Linked DNA regions of Mus musculus: region 1 is linked to region 2. A link is a contact called in public Hi-C data. All regions are on one chromosome and are shown on one strand. The core of a region is the stretch at or near the end of the contact, and the rest is flanking DNA. Distances in the headings are between cores, read along the strand shown.

Region 1 (3,824 bases), core at 589-3,088, 35 kb before region 2:
CCTGGTATCCAATATGAAAAGTTATTAGACTGGTAGATGGCTGAGTAGATGGATGGATTAGTGCATGGCTGAGTAGCTAAGTGGATGATGAGGTGGATGGAATGCTATGGACACCTGAGAAAAGGTTTGAGTGAATTCTTGGGAATCAGGTCTTGTTAGTTCTGAACTCCAGATAGCATTCCCCTAAAAACCTGCCTAGACAATATCCTGAACCCCAATAAAAGCTTTGATATCCTCTCTTCCTCTCTCCATCCTTCTCCCCCCTTCCTCCCTAGTCTCCCCCTATCTTCTCTCTGTCCTTCCCTCTCCTTATTTCTCTCCCCTCCCTCTCCCTTTCAGTGTTGCCATAGTTCCCCACTTCCCACTAACATTGAGATCTGTGGTAACACAAATCTCTTAATTCACATGTTCTTTTGGGTTGCTTCCTCTTGCAAGTCACGACCACACTCACAACCGTGGGCATCTTGGGAAGAAGAAATTGCATCTAATAAAGAAAACAAAACAAAACAAAACACCCCCCCACCCCACCCCAAAAAATCTATCAGGACATTTGCCCGTGTCAAGCCCTGCCTCTGGAAGGGGCATATGATCTGGCAGGCCAAGACTAGAAATTGCAAAGTGACCTCAAAAGCAAGTGAGAGAACAGTGTAGCCAGCTGCCAGCAATAGAGGAGTGAGTGCTCAAGATCTGCCCAGAATCCTGCCTCAGCTGGATCCTGCCTCCACTGGGATGACTCTGTGAAGTGGCTTTTAACCTATCTTAGGAGGCTGGGCTCATTAGCACACTTGTGTGGCCTCATTCTGTTACTACTTTCCTTTATCTCTTAATCTAACACTTTCTCCAAAGTGTTAGACTCTGAGTCTAGCTGGGGTCAAGTAGAATATGGTGGTGGTTGGGGACAGGGGCAGTTAAACGTAGTTTCCACCTTCCAGTGGCTAGCTTTGATTGAGACAGGCCTTGGCCCAGGTGCTGTGAGCTGTAACGCCTGCCCGGGTGTTGATTCTTACATCGTGATTTTGAGCTGCAGCCTCTGATTGTGCTCCTGTGCCTTTGAACTCCGCCTAAGCCTTGGGTTAGGGAATATGACAAGGCAGGCCAGGTTCATTTTCCCATCTTTCTGATCTTTTGGGGACCCTGACACTTCATTTATAGTGCACTAGGAAACCCTGAAAACTATTTTCACCTTTTTAAAAAATATATATATTCTCATGGAGATTGACATTGTTGGAAACCCAGAAATTCCCACAGCCAAAATCCTATTTAAAAGCTTCCTGTCTATTTAAAGTTCATGATGGGAAGAATAAAAGAAAAAAACGACTCCAAAAACAGAGACAGGGTACAAGATAGGAAAAAAAAGCAGATCCAGTTTGCTTCTAAAAAAGGCCGAAAACTATAATCTTTCCATGCCCTTGTGTCTCAAGCGTCACATATTTTTCTTTCCCTTCTGGTGGTTTGCAATCTGAAGTGGAATTTTATCATGGGTTACTTGGATGATACTTTTCAAGTCTCTACCCTCCCACCCCCCAAAGTCTCTGCTCACTGGACAGCATGCCACTGGGGCTCTTTGTGGTATGGGAAAGTGAACGGACTCAAAATAAAGCAGCCATATCTCTTGGATCCTCTGTGTTTCCACAGCTCTGAGCCAGAGACTGCCCTCTGAACAACAAAACCGTGATGAAGGCAACAGGAGTCAGAAGGCTATTCATGGCAGGAAACCCCAGCATCCGGTGAGAAATAAGAAGTAGGAGAGCACAGGATGCGCCCTGGGTCAGGAGGACGTGAAAAGCGAGTCTTTGTAACCTTCTCAATGCCAGAGCTGTGGTAGTGTGAAAGCAGCAGTGCGCCTCTGCTCCCTTCAGAGCACAGCCTGGTGTCAAGGTCCAGGTTCCACCGGCTGCTGCTGTCACCGCAGGGGAGTCTAGCCCCTCCCAGAAGGAGACACAGAAGAATGGCCATCTCAACTGGTTTGTTCCTGCTGCTGGGGCTCCTTGGCCAGCCCTGGGCAGGGGCTGCTGCTGATTCACAGGCTGTGGTGTGCGAGGGGACTGCCTGCTATACAGCCCATTGGGGCAAGCTGAGTGCCGCTGAAGCCCAGCATCGCTGCAATGAGAATGGAGGCAATCTTGCCACCGTGAAGAGTGAGGAGGAGGCCCGGCATGTTCAGCAAGCCCTGACTCAGCTCCTGAAGACCAAGGCACCCTTGGAAGCAAAGATGGGCAAATTCTGGATCGGGCTCCAGCGAGAGAAGGGCAACTGTACGTACCATGATTTGCCAATGAGGGGCTTCAGCTGGGTGGGTGGTGGAGAGGACACAGCTTATTCAAACTGGTACAAAGCCAGCAAGAGCTCCTGTATCTTTAAACGCTGTGTGTCCCTCATACTGGACCTGTCCTTGACACCTCACCCCAGCCATCTGCCCAAGTGGCATGAGAGTCCCTGTGGGACCCCCGAAGCTCCAGGTAACAGCATTGAAGGTTTCCTGTGCAAGTTCAACTTCAAAGGCATGTGTAGGCCACTGGCGCTGGGTGGTCCAGGGCGGGTGACCTATACCACCCCTTTCCAGGCCACTACCTCCTCTCTGGAGGCTGTGCCTTTTGCCTCTGTAGCCAATGTAGCTTGTGGGGATGAAGCTAAGAGTGAAACCCACTATTTCCTATGCAATGAAAAGACTCCAGGAATATTTCACTGGGGCAGCTCAGGCCCACTCTGTGTCAGCCCCAAGTTTGGTTGCAGTTTCAACAACGGGGGCTGCCAGCAGGATTGCTTCGAAGGTGGCGATGGCTCCTTCCGCTGCGGCTGCCGGCCTGGATTTCGACTGCTGGATGATCTAGTAACTTGTGCCTCCAGGAACCCCTGCAGCTCAAACCCATGCACAGGAGGTGGCATGTGCCATTCTGTACCACTCAGTGAAAACTACACTTGCCGTTGTCCCAGCGGCTACCAGCTGGACTCTAGCCAAGTGCACTGTGTGGATATAGATGAGTGCCAGGACTCCCCCTGTGCCCAGGATTGTGTCAACACTCTAGGGAGCTTCCACTGTGAATGTTGGGTTGGTTACCAACCCAGTGGCCCCAAGGAAGAGGCCTGTGAAGATGTGGATGAGTGTGCAGCTGCCAACTCGCCCTGTGCCCAAGGCTGCATCAACACTGATGGCTCTTTCTACTGCTCCTGTAAAGAGGGCTATATTGTGTCTGGGGAAGACAGTACCCAGTGTGAGGATATAGATGAGTGTTCGGACGCAAGGGGCAATCCATGTGATTCCCTGTGCTTCAACACAGATGGTTCCTTCAGGTGTGGCTGCCCGCCAGGCTGGGAGCTGGCTCCCAATGGGGTCTTTTGTAGCAGGGGCACTGTGTTTTCTGAACTACCAGCCAGGCCTCCCCAAAAGGAAGACAACGATGACAGAAAGGAGAGTACTATGCCTCCTACTGAAATGCCCAGTTCTCCTAGTGGCTCTAAGGATGTCTCCAACAGAGCACAGACAACAGGTCTCTTCGTCCAATCAGATATTCCCACTGCCTCTGTTCCACTAGAAATAGAAATCCCTAGTGAAGTATCTGATGTCTGGTTCGAGTTGGGCACATACCTCCCCACGACCTCCGGCCACAGCAAGCCGACACATGAAGATTCTGTGTCTGCACACAGTGACACCGATGGGCAGAACCTGCTTCTGTTTTACATCCTGGGGACGGTGGTGGCCATCTCACTCTTGCTGGTGCTGGCCCTAGGGATTCTCATTTATCATAAACGGAGAGCCAAGAAGGAGGAGATAAAAGAGAAGAAGCCTCAGAATGCAGCCGACAGCTATTCCTGGGTTCCAGAGC
Region 2 (4,004 bases), core at 6-2,505:
GAGCTGCTCCGTAGCAGTTGTAGTAAGTAATGCTCTACTGTCCTTGGATTGGTCTAGAGTTCAACAGCACCGCCTCCTGGCAGTGGGGTGGAAGTGACTGCCACGGAGTGCAGGGTCCTCTTGGTGTGTGTGTGTGTGTGTGTGTGTGTGTGTGTGTGTGTGTGTGATGACGCGCACGCTTGGGGAATAGGCAGATGAGAGAGGTGGGGAGGAGGTGGCTAAGCTTTGATTTGAACACAGCCCTCCACATTCTTGGTGAGTGCTTAGCATCTAAAAGTCTTAAGTGACAGATTCCCTTCCTCCCCTCCCAGCTGCCCACAAGACACTCCTCTTCAATGCCCTTTGTGAGCAAACGGATTGTGTAGGCACCTCTATCTTTTGAGACTCTCAAATGACGATGGAAATGATCACGTCAAAAGGAACCAAGTAGGCTCTATTGTAGCTCATACAGTCTCCTTGCAAAGCCCCCTCCCCCCCTCCCCACCCCGGGGCCAGTTTCATTGAGGGGTCTGAGATAGGCTTGGAGGAAAACAAAACAAACCAGAACAAAGGAACGCAACACACCTTCCCCAGAGGATTCTGCAGGAATTGAACTGGGAAAGGGGGCCATGATCTCTGAGCCCAGACAAAACTTGCACGATGTTCTCAAGCAACTAGATAGGGTCTGGCCTTGGAGATGCCTGCTCAGAACAGGAGAGGAATGGAGACTGGAGAAGGGTTTGGGGTTATTAGACCACTCTCTCCTCTTGCTGCCCTAGTATTGTTTCCCCTGGCCTCCTCCAAGGTCATTTGGGACCTAAACCTCCGATTGTCAATGCAGCCAGGCTTCCTGAGTTCCTGCCTTGCATTTAGCTCACCTTTTTCAGAGTCTTGCAAGTCTCAGACACACCTCTACTGGACTTTTCTTTTCCCTGCCCCACCAACCGGACCATCTTCCAAACTTTGGTAGCATCTATGTGGAAGTGTGAGTGTGAGTGTGTGTGTGTTCGCGTCTGAGTGTGTGTACGTGTGTAGAGGTTTAAACACAGGCTACCCGCGGGCTATACCGGAGAGTCTGGGGCAGGAACTGTCGTCTTGCTGACACAGTTCTGTTCTGTGGTGGCGCCTGCAGGCCACGCCCGAGGGCCTCCCAACGCCCAGACAGACTTTTTAACTCATCGCGCAGAGGTGATCCCAGGCTGGAGGGCGGGCGCAAGGCGTCCGGAGAACCCAGTAATCCGAGAACGCAGCATCAGCCCTTCCCACCAGGCACTTCCTTCCTTTTCCCGAACGTGCAAAGAGGGAGGGCCGCGCATTTATAAACTGGAGCTTCAGCGGAGTGGCATGTTAGAGGCTGCCTCGCAGGGACTAGGAGCCTGGGCTAGAAACGTCTAGGTTGTGATAGAGGCTAGCTGCTGTCGCCGCAGGCATACGGAAACCCCTCTGCCTGGACTGGGTGTCTGCACCAGCGCAGGGCTAGCTTTTCTCGGAACTTGCACGGTGCACCCCTGGACAGCATGCTTGGGATTTTCTTTCTGGGTGTGCTGGCTCCAGCTAGCCTGGGGCTCTCCGCACTAGCCAAGCTGCAGCCCACAGGCAGTCAATGCGTGGAGCATGAGTGCTTCGCGCTTTTCCAGGGCCCCGCGACCTTCCTCGATGCCAGCCAGGCCTGCCAGCGCCTGCAAGGACATTTGATGACAGTGCGCTCCTCAGTGGCTGCCGATGTCATCTCCCTTCTGCTGAGCCAGAGCAGTATGGATTTAGGGCCCTGGATCGGTTTACAGCTCCCGCAGGGCTGTGACGACCCGGTGCATCTCGGGCCCCTGCGCGGCTTCCAGTGGGTTACTGGCGATAACCACACCAGTTACAGCAGGTGGGCGCGGCCCAACGACCAGACGGCTCCACTCTGCGGCCCTCTGTGCGTCACGGTCTCGACAGCAACTGAAGCTGCACCCGGCGAGCCGGCCTGGGAAGAGAAGCCATGCGAGACTGAGACCCAGGGTTTCCTCTGTGAGTTTTACTTCACAGCTTCCTGCAGGCCTCTGACGGTGAATACTCGCGATCCTGAGGCTGCCCACATCTCTAGTACCTACAACACCCCGTTCGGGGTCAGTGGTGCGGACTTTCAAACGCTGCCGGTAGGCAGTTCCGCCGCGGTGGAGCCCCTTGGCTTGGAGCTGGTGTGCAGGGCCCCGCCCGGAACTTCAGAGGGACACTGGGCTTGGGAAGCGACAGGAGCCTGGAATTGCAGCGTGGAGAATGGTGGCTGTGAGTACTTGTGCAATAGGAGCACGAATGAACCCAGATGCCTCTGCCCCAGAGACATGGACCTGCAGGCCGATGGACGTTCGTGTGCAAGACCTGTGGTTCAATCGTGCAACGAACTCTGCGAGCATTTTTGTGTCAGCAACGCTGAAGTGCCAGGCTCTTACTCCTGTATGTGTGAGACAGGCTACCAGTTGGCTGCAGACGGACACCGGTGTGAGGACGTGGATGACTGTAAGCAGGGGCCCAATCCATGTCCCCAGCTCTGTGTTAACACCAAGGGCGGCTTCGAATGCTTCTGCTATGATGGCTATGAGTTGGTGGATGGAGAGTGCGTGGAGCTTCTGGATCCGTGTTTCGGATCTAACTGCGAGTTTCAGTGCCAGCCAGTGAGCCCCACCGACTACCGATGCATCTGCGCTCCAGGCTTCGCACCCAAGCCGGATGAACCGCACAAGTGCGAAATGTTCTGCAATGAAACTTCGTGCCCAGCAGACTGTGACCCTAACTCTCCTACTGTTTGTGAATGCCCTGAAGGCTTCATCCTGGACGAGGGTTCCGTATGCACGGACATTGATGAGTGCAGTCAAGGCGAATGCTTCACCAGTGAATGTCGAAACTTCCCTGGCTCCTATGAGTGTATCTGCGGGCCTGACACAGCCCTTGCTGGTCAGATTAGCAAAGACTGTGACCCCATCCCTGTTAGGGAAGACACCAAGGAAGAGGAGGGCTCTGGGGAGCCTCCAGTCAGCCCTACGCCAGGCTCTCCGACAGGTCCCCCTTCTGCAAGGCCAGTGCACTCTGGCGTGCTCATTGGCATCTCCATTGCCAGCCTGTCCCTGGTGGTGGCGCTTTTGGCGCTTCTCTGTCACCTGCGCAAGAAGCAGGGCGCTGCTCGTGCAGAGCTGGAGTACAAGTGCGCATCTTCCGCCAAGGAGGTAGTGCTGCAGCACGTCAGGACTGATCGGACGCTGCAGAAGTTCTGAGGGATTTGCTCCAGAGACCCAGGTGGCCTTTGTCTTTCCGGGCTCTGTACCTCTCCTCTCCTCTCTCTCTCTCCAGCCTCCCAGCTGTGTTCTCTGGCAACTTAAAAGCACCCTGGCTGGTATAATAACCAGAGAAGAGCCCATCCTCTCAGGACAAGCGAGGGTAGGGAGGACTTGAAGCAGGACAGCCCAGTTTCTTCCAAGTAGATACTGGACAACTGGGCGGAGGTGGCAAATACAGCGGAGATCCCAGAGTACCCCAGTCCCTCACCTCACCTCCTAGTGCTGCTGATCTGTAGGCTTGAAGGCAAACCTTGACCCCATGGGCTGGAGATGACCCAGATATTTATTTTTTTTAAAGTATTTAGTATTTTCTTCCCTCCAGTTTTCTTCTGCTTGTAAGTCTCCAGCCCCCCACAGCTTTCTCAGTCCCTCCATTCCCCCCCTCCTGTCATTCTCCTCCCCAAACCTGATCATAACTTTGCCCTTACCGTTGTTTCCAAACTCTTATGTGAAACAGAAAAGAAACACTAAAAGCAGAAAACGTTCTTTTTCACTGGCTTTGGGTATTTAGTCAGAAATTTCAGGTAACCAAAGCAAAAGAATTTTAACAAAAGCTAAAATATTTCAGCTGAACACTAACTAGTCAATAGTGCTGGAATGTCACAGAAAATAAACTTAAGGAAGTAGGGTTTTTTTTTTTTTTGAAATCTTTGTTTTTGAAAGGGTGAGCCTGGGTTTTATGATTGTTGCTGTTGTTTTGAATGGGAATGA

Evidence for each region. Hi-C and Micro-C count contacts between places; a contact is called where the count stands out from the background.
Region 1: a Hi-C map of LSK cells shows a contact between it and region 2, with 2.3 times the contacts expected there. The contact joins the promoter of Cd93 here to the promoter of Thbd in region 2. A contact is called at or near these places in 8 of 39 promoter capture datasets (the 3T3-L1 cell line, 3T3-L1-derived adipocytes, embryonic stem cells and 3 more), 1 of 15 datasets of contacts at CTCF or cohesin (the NIH/3T3 cell line), 18 of 484 Hi-C or Micro-C datasets (B cells, the C10 cell line, the G1E-ER4 cell line and 13 more), 7 of 115 datasets of contacts at active chromatin or transcription factors (the 230-238 cell line, CD8 T cells, bone marrow-derived macrophages and 3 more) and 2 of 9 other capture datasets (adipose tissue and liver).

The regions. Positions count from the first base shown.
Region 1 is chr2:148,441,549-148,445,372 of GRCm38.p6, reverse strand. It overlaps Cd93 (CD93 antigen), which reads left to right and starts at 1,838. Exons shown (of 2, transcript NM_010740.3): 1 at 1,838-3,824. The coding sequence starts at 1,949.
Region 2 is chr2:148,405,439-148,409,442 of GRCm38.p6, reverse strand. Thbd (thrombomodulin) reads left to right here and starts at 1,255. Exons shown (of 1, transcript NM_009378.3): 1 at 1,255-4,004. The coding sequence starts at 1,497. The coding sequence ends at 3,230.